Regions from separate parts of the Mus musculus genome. Here all the other regions are linked to region 3. Evidence: chromatin contacts called from public promoter capture Hi-C data. All regions are on one chromosome and are shown on one strand. Each heading gives the region's core, a stretch centred on a gene start, on an enhancer-like site or on the middle of the called end of the contact. The rest is flanking DNA. Distances are from core to core; before and after follow the strand shown.

Region 1 (3,550 bases), core at 636-3,135, 1.2 Mb after region 3:
GGAAATTAGAGACTGGGGTGTGCATGGCTGGGCTGTAATCAAAGGGTTAGAAGAGTCACCCGCCCGCCCCCAGTAGCTGTATAATCACCAGCCTGAGCAGTCAACGGTCACCAGGCAACATGGTGAGGGAGGCACCTGCCTTGGGCCTTGTGATAAAAAGGCAGAGAGATTGATAGATGGGGGCTAGGGGGATGACCCAGCAAGACCCAGAAAGAGGGGCACATGGAGACATGGAGTCAACCGTGCTGAAGGAGACACAGGGGCCAGCACTGTGAGAAAGACAGTTGCCTCTGGAGGCTTGTGGAAAGCCAGCTTGAGGAAACTGCAGGACCACATCTTTTCTGAGAGCACCACTAGGGGAGCACTATGAATCCGGCACCAGCCTCTTTTGGCAGAGGTGAGGAGTGCCGGGGAGGAGCCTAAAGACCTCTCTAACCTAACACCAGCCCTTCAAGTCTAGGGGCTTTACCCTTCCCATTCCAGGTCCCACTCACCAATGAGGAGCTCAAGGGCAATGCGATCAGAGGACTCATATTCCCGGTTCAAGAAAAGGATCATGTGGAAGGGCTGCCCACGGCGCACAATCAGCTCATCATATTCAAACTCATCCGTGTGGTGCTCTCGGCGGTTCTGGTCTGATCGTGAGCACAGCAGATCCACACCAGTCACAACCAGCATTCCCTCTGTGAAACCACATCCATGGGTCAGTGAAGAGTTCACGAAGAGCCCAGTCCCTCCTCAGAAGTCTCAGAAGCCCCCTTAGAGATGCCAGGATAAACCTTAGGTTCCATAAAGGCTCAGCTCTAGGTTAAGGTGTGTAATCTCACCTCGGATGGTGCCATCTCCAGCTGCATTTACACCACTGCCCCGAGACTCGGGTCTTCGGCCACCCCGAGAGTCCCTACCCCGGGAGCTGGTCCCTCTGCTTCTGGAGCCAGAAGGTTCAGGTCCCCAGTCATCGTCCCCTCTGTTCCCACATGAGCAGCAGCCACAACAACGAGCCCAGAAGGAGCGGCCTCCTCCTCGGCGGGAGCGCGAGCGTCTGTCTGGCTCCGGCACCGGCTCTGGCTCCGGTGACGGTGTTGTAGGGGGCTGCCAGGGGCTCCTGCCCCAGCGGCCCACGTCTGAGCGAGGACCTTCCATTGTGCCTGTGTAGAAGAGACAGAGGGTGCTCATTCACTCAGATCTCCTGTGCCTGGGATGTCCATCCCACCCACCCAGAAACTCTATCCAGAGAAATTGGTTCAGTACCAGCTAGGTGACTGGGATAATCACATTCTCACCCTGAGATGCCCCAAAGACCCTATTCAGTCACCCAGAAGAAGCACCTTATATTGCAGAGAAAAACCTCCTCTCCACCTTGCTATAGACACTCTCAAATCATACTAAAAAACAGATGTCCAGTGGAGAAACCATTGAAGATCCATCTGAGGAAATGCACAGTTGCCTAAGAGAACACCTCCAAACCCTGTATATATCGGTCTCTCCACCCGCTGGCTTCTCAGTTTAGAGGTCCAGCCTCTAGGACTATTTAACAGCAGGTAGGAGGCATAGGGGTCAGAGTCCCCCGACATGCCTCACGTCTGGACAAACTTCAGGCAGGGCTGCGGAGATGGCACAGCAGGCGTAAGCAGAGTTTGGCCCCAGGAAAATTGGGTCTCAGCCCACAGCAGGTACGCACTGGAGATCGGTCCTTTCTGGGCTTGGGCTGTGTGTCCCTTGACAGCGAAGGCCCGCTGTGGCTCAGCACTGAGGTAAGGTGTAAGCTGGAGCCTCTCACCTGGCAGCGGTGTTGGTGATGGCACCACCGGGTCCCGGGCCCGGGTGGAGCAGGTCAGGGCGTTTGGGACGGGACCAACAGGCTGGACGTAGCCACGCGAGTGGAAGGTGTAGGGCGGGCCGGGTAAGCAGTTTATGAGGGGAGGGGAGGCGGGGCCGAGTTTCTGGGAAAAGGGGAAGAGGGTTGCTTCATCCCTCCTGTCAAGAGGCCAGTCTCTGGGGGCTGTCCTCTGGTAGGGGCGGGAAAGACTGGCTCCACCCACTTTCTCCTTTCTAGGAACTGAGGTCATGCTAAGGAGGGGGTCCGGATCAAAGTTCTGTCAGACCTGAGGCTGAAGTGAAAAGGAAAGGCGTTTGGTGACGGATCCCACACCAACTTGATTCTTACCACACTAGGTGTTCAGAGAGCAAAGAGAAGGGCTCTTCCACTCAGGCCTGCAGGGCAGATCTGTTCCCTAGCTGGAGATGCCTCCTTTTGCTCTCAGAGGGCCCTGCTGCTAAGCTCTCTTGTAGCACCCACCGGGCTTGGCCCTGTGAAACTGGTCCCTGGGACTGGAACTTCTTTTGCCTAGGAAGGTCCCAGTACCTCAGGCTGCAGACAGATGACATCAGCGGCCAGGCCCTCAAACTGGCTCCACCTGTCAGTCCCTGACCAGCCAGCTCTACCAGGTCTTCTCATGCCCCTCAGCATACTGCACCCTTCTGTCTCTCTTTCAGCTGTTCCACAGCCCCCAGAATGAGTGGGCTATCTCTGTTTCTTCTAAGTTCGAGATCCTCCCAGCTTGAAAGTCTCGGGAAGGCTTAGGTCTTGGCTTGCTTTCAGGTCTGGGTGGACAGGAGCCTCCTCCCCAGGCTACCTGGTATTCCCTTCTTTCACTGAGAGTGTCTCATCAGCTGGAGGTAAGCATTTCCCCTCATTTGCAGCCTGGAATTCTTCTTGAGAATCCAGACCAACCGGCTCCAGGAACACACTCTCTGTCCTTTCCAGCTCCTGCCCTGGCTCTGGGTGAACCGTCAGAGATGTCATTAAAACTGCCCCAAGGCAGAGAGGAGCCAGACAGCTTTAGGGAGGCTCTCTCTGGCCCTGTCCGAGGCACCGCACCGACAACTAGGACCTCTTCACTCCGCTCCATGGGCCACCATCAAAGATAGTGAAAATAGCATTGGCAAAAAAAAAAAAAAAAAAAGAAAGAAAAAGAAAAGAAAAGAAAAGAAAAGAAAAGAAAAGAAAAGAAAGACAGACACAAAGCAGCATCCTAGGCAGCAATCTGTTTGGAAATGTATCCTGTACAAAGGTATCCAGGGAAGTAGGAACAGCTCCAGGATCTACATATACACTGATTGGTTGTTTGGTTTTTTTGTTTGTTTTTGTTTTTTGTTTGTTTTGAAATGATCTCACATATAGCCCAGGCAGACTTTGAGCTCACAGTAACTCTCCTGCTTTAACCTCCCAAGTGCTGGGATTACAGAAGAAGGCTGACAGTAAGCATGGTGTGAGTTTTTCCCTGTTCAGCTGGCAAGCCTTGGAACCTAGCAGACTTCTAACACATAGCAATGAAGACCAAAATTCAAGGCAGGTGTGTGGCGGGTCAGCCAAAGGGCTTCACTTGGGGACTGTTTGTGTATCACTTAGGATACAAGAAGAGGAGTGGCTTCAAGGGGCGGGGCATGTGAGCACACGTGTGCCCGGCAGATTCCAGTGAAGCAGGAAAGTGCCTGGTTTTGCTACACTCTTCTTCTTTTAACCAGTCACCCTCTTTTCCCACTATGC
Region 2 (3,915 bases), core at 47-2,546, 1.0 Mb after region 3:
GAAGAGGGCGTCAGATCTCATTACAGATGGTTGTGAGCCTCCATGTGGTTGCTGGGATTTGAACTCAGGACCTTCAGCAGAGCAGTCGGTGCTCTTAACCACTGAGCCATCTCTCCAGCCCTCGGTTATTTTTATTTTATGAAGAACTGCAGCAACATTGGGTTTTTGTTGTTGTTTGGTGTGTATGTGTGTGTGTGTGTGTGTGTTCAATGTATACACTGAACCCAGTATATACAGAATGCCAAGCAAGCACTCTCCCATAGAGACATATTCCTAACCCACTAAAAAATTCATTTCAGTGGCTACCAGGTATTTTTATAACTGTACAAAACTGACCATAATTTATTTAACCAACCTCTTATTGTATATTTGGATTTCTTTTATTTCCAGTATCCCACTATTATCAGTGATTGTTAAGCAGAACATACATTTTTATGTAGGTCCAAGTTTGATTACAGATAGCAGTATCACTAGGTCACAGTTTAGGGCTATGAGGGCTGGCTAGGACTGGTTAAAAAGATAAAGCATCTCTCAGATTAGACATTCTGAAAGGGTGTACCAGTAGAAATAAGGCACTTCTAGGCACATTTGATTGGCAGACAAAATTTTCGAATGAAGTAAAAAGACAATCAGGTTGGGAAGTCTGTATTTGAAGTAATAAAAAAACGAAAAAACAGTCAGCTCTTAAGAACGAAATACTTTTAAGAGTAGACTTGAGCAGATCAAGGAGTGGAAGAAGTCTGAAATGTGGAAAAACAGCCACTGTGAAAATAACCTCAAGTAATCAGTTAAAAAATATCTACAGAACTTGTAAGAACTAGAAGAGTAATAAGGAAGGAAAAATACTAAAATTATTACAGACTTTCCAGGCCAAATAACCCAAATACCTAGGAATCCTGAAAGTTCCGTGTATGTTTGAAATACCTGTCCACATAATTAATGGAGACCAGCCAAAGAACAAAATGCTGGGCGCTTGTTTACAGTTAAGAATTTTAAGGCAGTGACAACCTGCGTGGATCGGGAGAAAATGTTGGGGTCTCCGGCCTAGAGACCAGGAAACCTGACACAGAACCTGTCACATGCTCGCCCCGGGAGCTGAGGTGTCCTCGCGATGGCCCACCTCTGGGCCAAGGCCGACATCGCCCGCCTCTCTGGCCTAGGAAACCATCCCAGACAAGGTAGGGTTGGCCTTGGACTCACCCTAGTTACTCATAAACCAACGGGAGGTGGCGAGCGACAGAAGCCTAGGGACGGTCGGCAAAGCCCAGACCCAAGGGGCGCGTGCGCACTAAGGCAACCGGAAAGGCTCCGGGGACGGCCGCGGCACTTAGGGAGCGTATGCAAAGACCAAGAAAGGAAGCCAGGGGTCGTCAGACAAGACCCCCGCTGGTAAGCGTGTACACAGCAGGGTGGAGAGGCCCAGGTCCCACCAGTGAGGACTGCTTTCGACAGGCCGCTAGCGCTACAGCCAGGGGAAAACGGTTGAACTGGGGTTGCTGGGAGCTGAGGGAATAGGAGCGATTGGGCACGCAGTAAAAAACAAACAAACAAACAAACCACTCGAGGCCAAGCGACCTTAAGGGACCACCTCGCAGACTTGATGTCTAGTTCCGCTACGTCTAATGCAGGTCGCAGCCAATTCCAGTCCGCTACGACTAAACGCCCCTCTTGGGTTGAGCAAGTTCCCCAGCCCACCTATCAATCACAGGTCTCAGCTATCCAATCAGAGGGCCGAGGGGGAGGGACTGCTTGGAGCGTCGAGTGACGTCAGCAGGCCTGGCCGCCAGAAGCGTGACGGACGAGGCTCGCGACTGAGGAGCTGTTAGCCGGCGCCGCAGCGATAGTCGCTGTAAACAGGGCCTCGCCCCTGCGGGTCCTGCGACAGCTCCTGGCTGGTGGGTGGTCTCGCGTGGGGCGGTAACCGCCAGACGCCGGGGGGAGGTGCTTCTCCATTTTCCCTCCCCCTGTTGTACACACCCCCGGCGCACCACGTGGGCGTGAAGCTAAACTGGAGGGGGTGTTAGGCTGACTTCTAACCTCATTGGCTGTTGATGCTGCCGGCCCGTGCAAGAAATTGCTCTGATTGGTCAGTAGAGGGAGGCGTGGGGGGGGTCTGAGTTCTAACGCCTCTGGTTGGTTGTGTGAGATAAGCTAGTGAAATGCGTTCTTCCGCAAGGGGTTTTGATTGGTCAGTCGGAGAGGTTATCTGGGATTCAGCCATCCCGGGCCGGGGACTTTGATAGGTGAGTTTGGTTAGGAAAATGGGAAATTCCTCTTCGTGGACTCTGATTAGTACGGTAGGGTTGCACCCTAGGTTTCATATGGCTTTCTTTGCTTCACAGGATTGAGAAAGGTTTATGTTCCCGATACCCTGGGAGCTGTCATAGCTAAAGAGAAGGAAATCTCAGTCTCCTGGAGGGGTCACCCCTCTAAAGATAGCTTCTGCCCCGTTTCTGGAAACCCTGGTATTTCTACAGCAGGCTTTGCTTTCACCAAACCCAAGTTGGAGACAGGAGCAGCCCCTGCGCAAGACATAAGGATGCTGTAACCAGAAGATGGGATCACGGAACAGCAGCAGCGCCGGATCCGGGTCCTTAGAACCCTCTGAGGGCTTGTCCCGAAGAGGGACTGGCCTGCGTCGTAGTGAGGAAGAGGAAGAAGAGGATGAAGATGTGGATCTGGCCCAGGTACTGGCCTATCTCCTCCGCAGGTAACTTACCCTCTGCTGTGACACTAAGTGTCACAATGTCTTGACCTCAACTTCAGGCAGGAAAAGTGCAGAGGATAGGGAATGGCATTGTCCCAGGACAATGGTTGTGTTTGAACAGAACGACCTTTCCCTGCTGGATGTCCATACACTCTGCGTGGCTCCCTACCCAAAATGGTTCTTACAACTCTCATAGTTGAGGAGCTCCTAAGGGAAGCCTTTTCAGCTGTGACAACACAAATGTCATCAGTTTTCCAAGAAAATAAAACGAGAGAAGGGAGAGGGATTATGGAGGAAAGGAGAGATGTGAAAAGAGTTGGGAAGGGGGTGCTAAGTCACTTGCCATGTGAGATGAAGCCATGTGGATTTACTTGAAAAACAAGTTTACATCGGCCTTACTAGCCCTGCTCTTAAGAAAAGAATGCCCTCAAGGGGGTGACCACCAGGAACTAAGAACGTTTTGTTTGCTTGCCTACGGTTCCTTGGGAAAAGATGAACCTAGTATCCCTGCAGACCCTGTGTTCTGTGTTGCGTTCCTACACCGACGGCTGTGAGGGTTGTTGTTGTTGTCAGCTGGACAGAGTCTGAAATCACCTGGGGGACACGGCACACCTGGGCGGGATGGATTATTTAGCCTCTCTGGGCAGGCCTGGAAGGGATTATGGCGATTGGGTTCATTGGAGCAGGAAGACCCACTCTGAGCGTGGGTGGTGCCATTCCCATGTGGGTCCTAGACTGTATAAAAAGGAGAAAGCTAGCTAAACCCAACCATTCATCCCGCCTTCTTCCTGACTATGAGTGCTGTGTTACCAGCTGTTCCTGGCCCTGCTACTTTGATGGCCCCGCTATGACAGACTCTGCCCTTGAGCCATGAACCAGAATATACCTTCTCTCACTTAAGGTGCCTTTGTTGGGGTATAGAAGGAAAAGTGGAAGTGCTCTCCTAATTCTTAGCTCTTGAATTCAGGATATAGCTTTGTGGTAGAAGCTTACCCAGCATGCACTGAGCCCCTGGGTTCAGTCCTTAGCCCTGGGGGAAAATTATATTTAGCCCTGAGAGAAATCAATTTAGTAGGTCAGTCTTCATAACCTGTTAGAACTCTGTGTTCTTACTCTTAAGAGTTAAAGCTGGTTTCCTGCTGTGTCTTTTTTGTGTGTTTGGGGTTGGTTGGTTTGTTTATTTTATTTTTGAGTCAGAGTTTCTCTGT
Region 3 (3,615 bases), core at 582-3,081:
ATGACTCTAAACAGAACCACTCCTACTTCACCCCTACCCGCCTGTCTTAGGGTTTCTATTCCTGCGCAAACATCATGACCAAGAAGCAAGTTGTGGAGGAAAGGGTTTATTCAGCTTACACTTCCACATTGCTGTTCATCACTAAAGGAAGTCAGGACTGGAACTCAAGCAGCAAGTTGGGGAGGAAAGGGTTTATTCAGCTTACACTTCCAAACTGCTGTTCATCACTAAAGGAAGTCAGGACTGGAACTCAAGCAGGTCAGAAAGCTGATGCAGAGGCCATGGAGGGATGTTCTTTACTGGCTTGCTTTCCCTGGCTTGCTCAGCCTGCTCTCTTATAGAATCAAGATTACCAGCCCAGAGATGGTCCCACCCACAAGGGGCCTTTCCCCCTTGATCACTAATTGAGAAAATGCCTTGCAGTTGGATCTCATAGAGGCATTTCCTCAACTGAAGCTCCTTTCTCTGTGATAACTCCAGCTGTCAGGTTGACACAAAACCAGCCAGTACACCACCCAAATCCACTAAGTTCTAATGGAAGGCGTCTTCCTACCGTTACCATTTTGCTGGAGCTACAAACTGTTGCTGTCTGTCGTGTTCCCAGTAAACTAAGGGGTGTGGGTCCCAGTATACCTTTTGCCCCCTTTATAGCTCAACTGTGGAATATCACAGTTTCTTTCTGGTGCTTCTCTGTCAGTGTCATCTCATGAAAGAGCTATCTGTCTGGGAGCAAGAGCGACAGACACTTGAACTACAACAGCTTTTCCAGTAACAATGCACTGCAGTGGTTAGTGTGGGGACATAGCTATACAGATAGGTGTTTTGCCAGAACCTGGAGCACCTTGAAAAGAATGTCATCAACAGAGAGCAATGAGAAACTCAACAGCAACACAAACATTGCCTGCCCATTCTTTCCCTTATTGCTTTACCCACTCCTCCAAATGGCAGCTGAGCCCGAGGCAGCCCCGAGTCTGAAGCTTATTAGTACTTAACGCTTCACGTCCACAGAACATTGGTTTATTCGCTCCTTTTATGAGTCACATGAAAGCAACTAGCCGTTTGTTTTGTAGCGTGGTCTAGAGGAATCAGCTGAGGAGGCGCAATTCGAGACATTAATTTGTGGCTCCGCCCCGCCCCCCATGTTTTCTGTGTGAGTTTATGTGAAATGCTCCTTTTTCAGGTGCCAACAGTGTTCCACCTGCAAAGCCGCGATAACGGTTCTTGCCTTGCATGAAGCATCAAGAATTAATAACAATCGACTTGTCAACAAAAGCTATTTAGTTATGTTTTACCAGTAAGTTCCGTTTTACCAACTCAGAATGTTGTTGAACTACACCTACAAATAAAGTTTTGCAGGCCAGTTAGGCACCCAGCCACGAGGGTTTCAACCGCCCAGGGGTCCTCAGCGGAGCCGCCCACAGGACGTGACCTTAGGCTTCACCCCCACCCTGCGCAGGCAGCCGGGGTCCCACGCGCAGGAGCGCAGAGCGCCGAACTCTGACGCAGGCGTGCTTCGAGCCCTCCAGCCGTTCCCCTGCACGCTGTGCTGGACGCAGATTGATCGTCCTGACTGTTTTCACAAGAGGTGACCCTTACAAGGCCGGAGATAATCAAGATGCAGACGCGCTCTCCGGCGCCGACCTACCGTCTGGGTCGCCAAGGAGTCCTAAAGGGCGAGCGCGGCCTCGCCGCAAGCTCGCGGTCGTCGAGCGCTAACCTGCACGGCTCGCCGCCGGAGCGCTAAGGCCGGGGCCTGCCCGGGAAAGGCGCTGCCGCCAGCGTAGAAACAACTGGGTCTTAAATCAGCCGGGCACAGGACGGGGCGGGGCCTCCGTTCCCGCCTGGCGCAGCCCCGCCCCGGGAGCGCGCGCTCAGCGCAACTGTCGCGGTAGCGGCTCGGATCCTGGAAGTCGGAACTTCACCCATTTAACAAAGGGGAAGACTAGGCACGGAAGGTTATATAGAGGTGGCGGCCCAGCTCGGAAGCTTAGGCCTGCCACTGTGGTGCTCGGAGGTCGAGCCAATGTGTTGTTGGTATCAGAGATCGTCCTGTCTCGGCCTCCCGATTGATGAGAGGAAAGGTGCACGCCACTACACCCCCACTGGTTTGTTTTTATTTATCGATGTGGGCGAGCGCATGCGCCATATGTGGGCGGTGTCCACGGAGGCCGGAAGAGGGAGCCAGAGCCCTTTGAGCCGATGTTACAGGTGCTTGTGAGCTGCCAGATTTTGGGTTCTGGGACTTGAACTCAGATCCTTTTACTACGTTGCTCCAGCCTCACCTCTTGAATTTCTTAACCTACCTCGCCTCCTCCGCGCTCCCTCTGTTTTTTTTTAAAGTCACGTTTTATTTACTGTGTGTCCTACGTGTGCTGTGGAGGTCAGAAGACATTCTGGGAGTGAGACATCATAGGCTTGGTAGCAAGCTCCTTTACCCATTGAGCCGCGTTAACTGCCCTGCCCCATTCCCACATCCCTTATTTCCCATCATCCTTCCTTCACTCCTACTTATGCCTACACTGGTTTTGTAAAACTAAGGGTACCCAATCAGGAAGTGACTTCTTTTGGAAAATAAGATGTTTAGCTGTACTGTTAATCCTTCACCACACCTACTCAGGAGGTTGAGTTAGGAAGATCGAGAGTTCAAAGCTAGGCCCGGGCACTATGCTGAAGTTGCCCATCTAAAAAAATAAAAGTCTTAAATAAACTGCTTCAAGGTTATTAGAGCTCTTTATACGTTTTTATTTATTTTACTGTTGTTTACGTGTGTGGGTGTTTGACTGGCACATATGTCTGTGAACCACTTGTATGCTTACTGCTGTGGGATCCTCTGGAACCGGTTACAGTTACCACCATATAAGTGTGGAGAATCCAACCCAGGTTTACTTGAAGAGGGATGGTTGAGCCATCTCCCTAGCCCAGTGATTAGATCGCTTGCATCAGAGAACAAACTGATAGGATGGAGCAAAAGTGCTAGGAAATGGAGCTGTTTGGCTTTTCCTTAGAACAGCAGTTCTCAACCTGTGGTCGAGACCCCTTTGGTTGGTTGAACGACCCTACAGGGGTCACCTAAGGCCACTGGAGAACACAGGTGTTTACAATTCGTAACAGCAAAATTACAGTTATGAAGTAAGTAATGGAAATCATTTATGGTTGGGGGTCACCACAACATGAGAATCTGTATTAAAGGGTCACAGCTTTAGAACATTCTAGGGCCAAGGGTAGTGGCTCATGCCTTTAACCCCAGTGATTGGGAGGTAGGGGGTAAGCAGATGAGGACAGCCTGATCTACACAGAGTGTTCCAGGAAGGCCAGGGTTGTATAGAAAGATCAGTGAGAGAGAGAGAGAGAGAGAGAGAGAGAGAGAGAGAGAGAGAGAGAGAGAAGAGAAGAGAAAGGAGGAAGAGGAGGAGGAGGAGAAGAAGGAGAAGGAGAAGAGAGAAAGAAAAAAAAAAAGAAAGAAAGAAAGAAAAAAGAAAAGGAAGGAGGAGGAGGAGACTTGTATTTGAATACACAGAGAAATGATTCTAGGGCAGAAAGCTTTTATGCCCTTGGTCAGGGCATCAGCTGCCATGTTCCATGTTTAATGCTAGAGTGCAGTCACTTTTCAAAGCT

Evidence for each region. Promoter capture Hi-C pulls out the DNA fragments that hold promoters and counts their contacts. Capture Hi-C pulls out chosen DNA fragments and counts their contacts.
Region 1: a promoter capture Hi-C map of the HPC-7 cell line shows a contact between it and region 3. The contact joins the promoter of Tgm1 here to the promoter of Haus4 in region 3. A contact is called at or near these places in 2 of 39 promoter capture datasets (the HPC-7 cell line and pre-B cells).
Region 2: a contact with region 3 is called in a promoter capture Hi-C map of adipose tissue. The contact joins the promoter of Dcaf11 here to the promoter of Haus4 in region 3. A contact is called at or near these places in 1 of 39 promoter capture datasets (the C10 cell line) and 1 of 9 other capture datasets (adipose tissue).

Annotation. Positions count from the first base shown.
Region 1 is chr14:55,711,607-55,715,156 of GRCm38.p6, forward strand. It overlaps Tgm1 (transglutaminase 1, K polypeptide), which reads right to left and starts at 1,886. Exons shown (of 15, transcript NM_001161714.1): 1 at 1,781-1,886; 2 at 828-1,148; 3 at 495-683. The coding sequence starts at 1,143.
Region 2 is chr14:55,558,733-55,562,647 of GRCm38.p6, forward strand. Dcaf11 (DDB1 and CUL4 associated factor 11) reads left to right here and starts at 1,297. Exons shown (of 15, transcript NM_133734.3): 1 at 1,297-1,389; 2 at 2,478-2,710. The coding sequence starts at 2,556.
Region 3 is chr14:54,552,530-54,556,144 of GRCm38.p6, forward strand. It overlaps Haus4 (HAUS augmin-like complex, subunit 4), which reads right to left and starts at 1,832. Exons shown (of 10, transcript NM_145462.2): 1 at 1,646-1,832.